Linked DNA regions of Rattus norvegicus: region 1 is linked to region 2. A link is a contact called in public Hi-C data. All regions are on one chromosome and are shown on one strand. Each heading gives the region's core, a stretch centred on a gene start, on an enhancer-like site or on the middle of the called end of the contact. The rest is flanking DNA. Distances are from core to core; before and after follow the strand shown. Region 1 holds the start of Mettl21a (methyltransferase 21A, HSPA lysine). Region 2 overlaps Dytn (dystrotelin).

Region 1 (4,904 bases), core at 753-3,252, 910 kb before region 2:
GTCATGAATTCAAGACAAGGCCAGGCTATAGAGGGAGAACCTGCCTGAAAGAGAACTGAACAACCAAAATCAAAGGAAGCTGCTCACAAAACGTCCTCTCAGTCCTTAGAGCTCCACCGTGGTTAAGGAGCTGAGTCCTCATAGCTGACACTGACACTTGGGAGTCAAGAGGATAAGGAAGATCTTACAAGCTTTGAGGGTCTCCAAATATACCTTGCTAAGCAGCACAACACCTACACTAAAACATGTACCTCATTTAAACTTTTCTAATAATTTCTAATTTTGTATGACTTTTGAGTATACATATGTATGTGCACTGCTTGGTGCATACAGAGACCAGAAGAGGATATTGGGTCCCTGGAACTTAAGATGGAGTCTTGGATGTTGGCGAGGCATTATGTGGGTGCTGAACGTGCAACAGATGCTCTCCACCACCAAGCCGTCTCTCCAGCTCCTCTCCCTCGCATCGAAAGACTCTCAACTTGTTAGCACCCCTGTACGAGCGCCACCTAAGTAATGCTGCCACACGCCCGGTTCCCCATGATTACAAAGGTTTCTTTTCTCAATCCCTTTCAGTTGTGAAGCTCCAATTGGAGACCTGGTGCTAAAGAGCTCCTGAATGATGAGACACAAGTCTTCACTAGACTTGATGACACACACAACCTTTAATCTCAGCACTTGGGAGTCAGAGGCAGGTGGATCTGAGTTCGAAGTCGATGTAGTGAGTTCCAGGACAGCCAAGGCTGTGTAAAGAAGAGAGACCCTGTTTTAAAACAAAACAAAACAAAGTCCTGGAGTAGTGAGAAAGGAGCAACTGCACGGTTGTGAGAGGCTTTCACGCATGCTCTGATCGTCAGAGCGATTTGTACAGTTGAGTATGAACTAAGGATATGAGAATCCCTGAAAAGGGGCACTAAAGACAGGCACGTAGCAGGCTGAGCGCTTAAATATGTATTCTCACAAATGCTCATCCACCTCCCCACCCCAAGGATTAAATAAGTTTTTTTCTCACGTATTTAGAGGCTCACCAGTGGCTTCTGTTTGCATTCTCTTTAATGTCTACACTGCTATAGACGTTGATTTTCCTAAATGTACGTGTGCCTTTGCTGAGCAAGTCACTAATAATTACAACACTGGGAGCAAAAAGAATACTGTAAGTAATTGTAATATTGCAAATACTCTTGTTGGCAGTGTGCTGGAGAGCTTCGGGAAGTTTTAAATGTATGTAATCCTCTCCTGTGTGTGTATACATTTTCAGTGGAAAACTGGAGAGTAGGAAGACAGAATGGCTAGCTAGATCCCAGGAATCTGGGGAAGTCAACCCATTTAAATTTTTGAACGTTTTTCTGGCCTCAAAGCCTGCACTTTCTTGTGCCTAGTGTAGCCCCCCCCCCCCCAAAAAAAATGAGGCAGAAAATACACGGAAGAAAGGTATTTCTTCTTCTAGTAACTACATATCAATGGGCTGTGACCTTTTCACTTGTGCGTATTTACTGATGAAATCGGATTAACTCTACTGGTGCAAAAAAAGTGAGATTTTATAGGAAAAGGAAAAGAGGAAGCTGAGAGGCCGTGACAGCACAGATCCATGGAGCAAGTAAGGAGAAAACTTACTAAGGGAAAAATGGAGAGGAAGAAAAGACCCAAACACAAAACTCAGTAACTTGAGGAAGGGACTCTTACTGGTCTTCAGTTTACTGCAGGTCACCTGTCCCCAGTCTCCCGCAGCTGTGCTGGAATGCAGAGGACAGGCGCGCCCCCTGCCGGCTGGGAGAGGCGTGGGACCCGGGGGTCCATGGCCCGACACGCGGAGATCCTCGGGTGGCCAGGTCCGGGGGCGGGGGTTTGCAGCCAGGGCTGAAGGGCAGGGTTTAGAAAGGGGTTGGGGATTTAGCTCAGTGGTAGAGTGCTTGCCTAGCAAGCGCAAGGCCCTGGGTTCAGTCCTCAGCTCCGGGAAAAAAAAAAAAAAAAAAAAAAAAAGAAAGGTGGCCGCTTCCGCCGGCTGGGTGTGGGCGTGGAGCGACGCGAGCGCCGGAGTCGGCTGCACGTGGTTCGGTTCAAAACCCGGCCTGGGCGCCGCACGTCTACTCCCCACCCGCGCCTTGGTTAGAGATGCTCAGTGGTGATTTTCCCACTTCATGGCCACCGAACGCGGTGACTCCGCTTAGTACTCTACTTTGCTCCGCATCCGTGGGAGCCAACGTTGCCGGCTAACCGCAAGATCGAACCAAGAGCTCAGCCGGTGCAAGGCGGTGGCGTTTCTCCCTCGCAAGGCACCCACAACTCTGCGCACTCGCCCTCCCTGGCGCCCTACAGCTGTGGGGCCCTACGTAGACAGGAACCACCTGGCGTGGGTTAGGGGGAAGCAGCGCTTCTGGAAAAGCGGACCGGAAACCCGCGTCTCCCTTCCCGGACCAGCTTCCGCCTGCCTTCTGCCAATCTGGCCTTTAAGCGACGAGGTAAGGTTAGTGCGCTTGCGCGGCGCGCGTAACCTCTCGGAACCGTGAGCATCCATATTGGTGGCGCCGCTGGCTGGCCTGCGGGCTGTGTCGGCTCCGAGCGTCCACCCGAGGGTCCCCAAGGAGTCCCTGCGGAGTCCTGCTTCCACCTGCTCCGGGTTCTCGGGACTCTTTCGTGGGCATCAGGAAAGCACGCACCGAGGTGGCGTGCGGGACGGGGAGTCCCGCAACTGTGCTTTTTGTCCCGCGCGTTGTTGACCAGTATCGTCGACTCCGGTTCCCAAAATGACTCCACTCTGCCATAGGGAGCCATCTAGGGTTAAAAGGCAGGGCGAACCGTTAAGAGTTAGCCGAAGTATACATTTGACTCCTTTGTCCTAGCCGCACGTGGAGATGTAGGTTGGAGGACCAAACAAACAAAATAAAAAAATGTGGGAGCCGAGTCCGGACAGATCAGGTTCCCGGGGCCGTCACTGTCACTTTGTGTGCCTTTATGAGGCTCCTAACGGGTGCCTCAGGAGTTGGAGATGTCTAGGTGTTTCCCTCTCAGTTATTAATTAACACCAACTCAGAGCTAGTTTCACTTCCCATAGGACTCAGAGGAAAAGCTATTGAAGACATCGGACGCACCTCAACCTGTTTCTTACTTTGAACTTGCAATAGCTTCAGCAGCTTTTCAAGTTACTTAAGAGGCAGCCCAACTTCTGACTCGGGTGTCACTCAGGATTCTTTTTGCACGACAGGTCTCAGCAGAGTTAGAAGAAATGGCCCTGGTACCGTATGAGGAGAGCATGTCAATAGGGCTCCAGAAACTCCATAAGCCTCTTGCCACCTTCTCGTTTGCAAACCACACCATCCAGATCCGTCAGGACTGGGGGCGACTGGGAGTGGCTGCAGTGGTTTGGGATGCGGTAAGTCAGCACCACAGGGCCTTTGAAAACAAGACTGTATTCTAAAAAGAAAATCGATGGCTTTCTTGAGACATGATTCATATCTACTCTCCACCCATGTAAAGTCTGCAGAAACATTGGGTCGTTCAGCACATTCATGGTAGTTCATCCATTACGTCATTTACGTTATGACACTATGGCCCCTGCATGTCCTTGCCCACCAGTCGTCCCCTTTGCCCCCTTACAAACACTGCACTTTGCAGAGCTGAGGGAAGTGCGATGATCAGTAGTTAGATGCCCAATGAGGACCGGAAGACTGAAAAGAAAGCAGGGGCCTGATTGCACTGGGCACTCATTAGGATACCACGCACAGAATGTGTAGACAGCCCAAAACTGACGTCCCGTTTTCAGTTTTTCAGGATTTGAAAGGATGATTGCTTTTCTGCTTCTGATGAGGTCTGTCTTCAGCTGTTGAGTAATTGGCATAGACCTCAGTTATACTCCTAGGATATAGCTGTGGGGGGAGGGGCGTGAAATGATGAGATTGTAAGCAAATGCTCATTCATCGTGTGAATTCCAAAACTTTTGGTGAAAACCTACCTTCTGATGCCCAGGGACCGTGTGGGACAGCGACTCGCAGCTGTGAGCATTTTGATGCTTCTTTGTAGCATGCCTTAAGAACTTGAAAAAAATCCAAGATTTACGTTATTTCTTCCAGAATAGTTTTGTAAGCTTCATGGAAATGTGCTGTGATACAGTAGGAAATGAAGTTTCTTAGATGAAGCTGGCCCCTGGCTAGCTTGTCCTGTCCATTAGGGGCTTGGGGGCACACTCTGCCTATGTTTGCTCTGGTTTGTTACCTTGTAGCAGCAGCAGCAGCAGCAGCAGCAGCAGCAGCAGCAGCAGCAGCAGCAGCAGCAGCAGCAGCAGCAGCAGCAGCAGCTAAGTTCCTGTGTGTTGGGAATAGCACTTTTCAGGCAGCGAGGGAGGGAAGAGAGAAGAAAGGAGGGAGACTGAATATGTTGTTCACTGACCCTCGTGCCAGCATTTGGCGTTCTGAAGCACACAGCGCCTCACACCTGCTGACCTCAGTCCTGTTGACATTGTGTTTTGACTCAGGCCATTGTTCTTTCCACGTATCTGGAGATGGGTGCCGTGGAGCTCAGGGGCTGCTCTGCCGTGGAGCTGGGAGCTGGCACAGGGCTGGTGGGCATCGTGGCTGCGCTGCTGGGTAAGTGCGATAGTCTGGCTCTCCCTTAGTGAGCAGGACTCATCGAGAGGTACAGGTACTCGTGCTGTTTTCCTAGCAGAAGCCACGTGGTTGGGATTCCGCTTGCTGAGTTAGCTCCTGTGCTTGTGATTGTAGACAGTAACCCTTGTATACAGTTTCTGGTTTAAAGTGCTAGGTCCGTAGACTTACCAGACTCAGTCCCTGAGGTAAGAACGGACAGCCATAGTCCTTCATTGCTGAGGAAACAGCTGGTATTTTCCTCCTAGGGAGGGTGGGTCCCTCATGTGCCCCCCACTGACATTTTAAGAAATTATATTAATGGTC
Region 2 (4,858 bases), core at 1,088-3,587:
GAGGTGTGTTGGTGCACACCTTCAATGCCAGCACTTGGGAGGGAGAGGGAAACTCTGGATGCCAGCACCTCACACAGTAAGCTTCAAGAAAAACAGGGCTATACAGAGAGACTCTGTCTCAAACAAACAAACAAACAAACAAGTAAGAAAACGAGATATCATGGCTGTGTGGTGGTGGCTCATGCCTCTAATCTAAGCACTAGGGGGACAGGTACAGACCAGCCTGATCTACAGCCTGAGTTCTAAGACAGCCAGGACACACAGAGAAGCAGTGTGTGGAAAAACAGGAAAAAGAAAGAAGGAGAGAGAGGGGGAGGGAGGGGGGAGGAAGAGGGAGAGAGGGAGAGGGAGGAGAGGGAGAAGGAGAGGGAGAGAGGGAAGGAGGAAGGGAGGGAGGGGGAAGACAAAGCAGAAAGATCAAATGTTGTCCCTACTATAGGAATTAAGTTCTAGAGAGATGGGTTATCATTTATGCTCTGTAAAAAATAAGTTGTGTACGACTGAGATGAGATGGTAGAATACACTTTGCTAAAATTATCAACAAACCGTTGTATTATCCACTCAGCTGTCTTTCTGTGTCTCTGAAGATGATTTCAGAACATGAAGGAACACACACAAGGGTAGTTAGCATACTGTCCAGACAATTCACTGTAGCTGTCTACCATGCCGGATGGCTCATCCAATAATCTTGATTAAAGACCCTTATCTTTTCTACCTGGTACCCTCTGTTGCCTTCCCATTTAGTGTGTTAACAAATTTTCAAAGTTACATAAAAATTTTGTAAGGCTAAGAAGGCACTCCCCATATGTTTGGGGGTACTCGTTCTCTACTTGAATATCAGCTGTTTGCTCTCCTAGTGATGTAAGCTGTGCTTCCATTTCCATTGGCAGATACCGTTGTCTAAAGTGCCTCGACTTTGACATCTGCGAGCTGTGTTTCTTATCTGGTCTCCACAAAAAATCTCACCAGAAGTCACACACTGTGATGGAGGACTGTGTCCAGGTAACATCTAAGGCAGTGTGGAAAAAAATTTCACTGCCCCCATCCTTACAAGACATTTCATTTTAAAACCTTTCCCTCTGAGCTGAAGGGGATTGCAACCCCATAGGAAGAACAACAATATCAACTAACCGGACCCCTCAGAGCTCCCAGGGACTAAACCACCAACCAGAGTACACATGGATGGGCCTTGGCTCCAGCTGCATATACAGCAGAGGATAGCGTTGTCAGACATCAGTGGGAGGGGAGGCCCTTGGTCCTGTGGAGACTTGATGCCCCAGTTTAGGGAGATGCTGGAGCGGTGAGGCAGGAGTGGGTGGGTAGGGGAGCACCCTCTTAGAGGCAAAGACAATGGAGGGAGGGATGGGGTTTGCAAATGGGTGACTGGGAAGGGAAACAACATTTGAAATGTAAATAAATAAAATAACCAATTAAAAACAAACTTTCCTTCTGTCAGTTAACCCTTAAGACTGTAAAGGGCCAGCTCAACTGCCAACTTTTCTCAGTGTAACAAGGCTCTTGTGTGACCGAGGAGTAGTAGGTACTGTAGTAGAAAGTCATAATGACGTCCGTTGTTTTCTATGATTGACACGTGCCGTGAGATTAAACATAAATGTGCTTTTTTACATCTCAGCTTTTATAAATGCTTTGGGGAACAAGAAAAGGCTTAATGGGCTACAGTGTACCATTGATCTCAAGCGATAGGAAACATCTGTCAAAGTTAGTAGAATCAGGCGTTAGCAACTGGGATGGATAAGGAAGAATAAGGGTGTTGATTTGGTGGAAACAACACAGTAAAGTGTCTAGCTGTGGTTCTCCTTCAGAAAGGTTTTAATATGACTTTCCCTGGGTCCGAAATTTAAAGTACATTTTCCTTTCCCTTTGGGATAAAAAGAAGAAAAAAAAACCTAAGTAAAACTTTATAACTCTTGATACTTTCAAAGAAAATCATTAGTGACCAACAAATGCACTTAATTCTAAGAAGAAAGAAAAATATAATGCGAACACAATTTGCTGTTCTTATGGGGGTGGGTGGCAGTTGGGGTGCCTAAGGAGGGAGAAAACATTGTCTTTTTAACCACTGATTTCCGGCGAATCTGTACAACGAAGTTTCTCTCAAAGGTCATTGCAGTGACGGCTGAGGTCGGAGTGCCTTCACCAAAGGCAGCTTTCCGGTTCTTTCTGATTCTCTCTTCAAGATCAAGGGCCACTCAGGAAGCGCACGCGCCTGAAGTTTTCCAAATACTCCCCCCCCCCCCCCCCCCCCGGAGCGCAGCCTTGCTCAACTGCTCCCTGGAAGCCTGCGATTTGATGGTGTTATAGTGACATCGTGTGGTCATCGTGTTAATAGACATTAACTCTCAAGAGCTGGAGACTGCAAATAGAATATTTTTGTATCTTTTCCCTGAAGTTGCTTAGGTGGGCGAGATGGGTGGGTTTCGGGATATCCACTATCTACTGAAATTGTATACAGTAGCAAACCGGGAAGGGCGTTCCGCCCTTGTTCTTAAAGGAACCCACATCTCCAAATGTTAGCGACCATAAACTCAGTCTGATGTGGTCCCTTCTTACAGAATCCCCAGTCTCTTTAAGCAGCAGTTACTTATTGAAGCAGGTGGGGGTTCAGCATGGAGACCTGTGCTAGACGCAGGTTTATGCATGAAGGATATGAAGAAATTCAAGGAGCAAGGAAGATTATTTCTCCCAATCACCAACAACAGAAGCAATAGTTACCAACGCTTTCATCATGCACCATGTCGCCACCAATGCATAAGGAAAGGATCTGAGGCCCTTTCAATTTTTTACTGGCTTGATTTTTATGTCTTTTATTCATTTGCATGCAGATGTGCGTGTGTGCCAGCAGCCAACACGTGGAAGTCAGAGGACAATTTGTGGGCATCAGTTTTTTCTTTGCATCATATGGATAGAGGGTCAAACTTGGGTGGTTAGGTTACCCACTGAGCCATCTTGTCTACCCCTCAGGGCCCCTTTCAATATTGTTCATTTCCACAGATGTCAGCAACAGAGAATACAAAACTCCTCTTCAGGAGCCTCAGGAACAACCTGCCCCTGAGACACCACAGGGCAGGAGCTGTGGGGAGGCAGTGGCTGCTGGACCAGCTGGCTTCAGGGGACTCAGGTAGTAGCCACGGGCAGGCCAGGTGCGTGGTGTGGGTGCTGCTGCCACAGCCAGCATTGATTATAGCCACAGGTTTTTATTTTTATTACCATGTATTAATTATAAATAATAATGGGTTTATTAAAGCATTTTCATACGTTCATATATTTCCATCACTATTCACCGTATTACCTTCTCTGGTCCCGTATTGCTCCTGCTACCCCTTTCCTTTTCCACAGTCCTGTTTCTACTTTCCTGGCTCGTGTCTTTTTCTTTCTCACCCTCTAGCAACCTTTAACCGAATATAGATCTTCAGGGAGGCATGGGGTCTCGAGAATCTCTCTTCCTCTGGCGATGAAATGTTGGTGGGGCCAATTTTAAATAGGTCTCCTGTGCGGGTAGTCATGGGTACCAGAGTTCGAGTGCAGACTGTCGACCTGGAAGATGGTGGTCTACCCCTCCATCCCCTTCTCTTGCTCTGACATCCTTTCTCCTTCTGGGATTTTCTCTGGGTCTTGGAGGAGGAGAGACACAGTCTGAGAACTCAACAGCTGCTAATTCTCAGTGCTTGGAGTATTCATGAGGCCCGGCAGCAGATTTCATGCTAAAGCCCCTGTGGAGGGCACGGATTGGAATAGAGTAGAGATTAAATTACTTTCTATAGCCTTTACGCGGAGAACTAAGAGGCAACAGCGCCACGTAGTGGCCACTGAAGTAGTTGCTCCTGCAAGCAAAGGCATCAGGGCCTTAGAAGATTCTGTTTGAGTAACTGCCTTGTGAGAGAGCGCTTCACACTTCAGTGTGGGTAAAACCAGACTTACGCTGTAGATGAGATTTCCCATTCTTCCATTCTCCTACACTAAGTGGTAAAGGCGTCCCCAGTCATTTTCCTCCAAGTAATCATTACATTTGGTTCTGTCGTCTTGCTTTGCCTTTTGAGTCTCTACTCTGGAATGTATCCAAAGCTGGCCTTGAATTCACTGCGTGGCCCATGCTGGCTTCTTAACTAGCCACCCATTTTCTTTCACGTATTCCGTGCTGAAATTACAGATGTATTCCTACCACTCCTGATGCAAACTATAAATTTTGTGTGTGTGTATATGTATGTATATATATATATATATATATATATATATATATATATATATATATATATCATATGTGTGCAGATGCCCATGTGCTTTGGGGCACATCCACATGTCAATATGGAGGAAGTGAAAAACTTCAAAGTGTTATTCTCTATACATTGTCCACATTTTTTTCCTTAAAAAAAAAAAAGGTTGTACCTATTTATTTGTATGTGTTTGGGTGTTTTGTCTGCATATATTTCTGTGTGTCACATTCATGTCTGGTGCTCATGAAGTCTAGAAGAGGACATTGGATCCTGTGGAACTGGAGTTGCAGATGCTTTTGAGCTGCCAGGGTTCTGAGACTTGAACCCAGGTGCTCTGGAAGAACCCAGTGCTCTTAACCATTTAGCCATTTCTCCAGTGCCCCCTCCCCTAGTTTGAGATAGTTATCTCTCAACTGGCCTGAAACTTGCCAAGTAAAGTATTGGCTATTCAGCAAGCCGCAGCTCTGTCTCTCTCAGTGCCAGGATGAAGGTACGTGCCACCTCACTGAGCTATTTAAATGAAGGGTTTGGGATTGACACTGAGATCCTAGTGTTTGCAAGGGAGCAGTCTACCTACTGAACTTTTCCCCAACCCTACAAGTCATCATTTTGATAGCCTGCTCTCA

Evidence for each region. Hi-C and Micro-C count contacts between places; a contact is called where the count stands out from the background.
Region 1: a contact with region 2 is called in a Hi-C map of the A7r5 cell line, with 8 times the contacts expected there. The contact joins the promoter of Mettl21a here to the enhancer-like site in region 2. A contact is called at or near these places in 5 of 12 Hi-C or Micro-C datasets (the A7r5 cell line, the Rat2 cell line, Schwann cells and 2 more).

The regions. Positions count from the first base shown.
Region 1 is chr9:73,478,437-73,483,340 of GRCr8, reverse strand. Mettl21a (methyltransferase 21A, HSPA lysine) reads left to right here and starts at 2,002. Exons shown (of 4, transcript NM_001399451.1): 1 at 2,002-2,459; 2 at 3,203-3,370; 3 at 4,469-4,580. The coding sequence starts at 3,224.
Region 2 is chr9:72,565,535-72,570,392 of GRCr8, reverse strand. Dytn (dystrotelin) reads left to right here. Exons shown (of 15, transcript XM_003750707.4): 8 at 891-1,002; 9 at 3,013-3,161. Among named protein-coding and RNA genes, the nearest start is that of Dytn, 25 kb to the left of the region's middle. Within about 2 kb of position 2,337, at least 1 of the 93 cell types and tissues checked has an H3K27ac peak or open chromatin away from gene starts, as enhancers often do. A contact at or near this core is called in the A7r5 cell line, where this site is marked.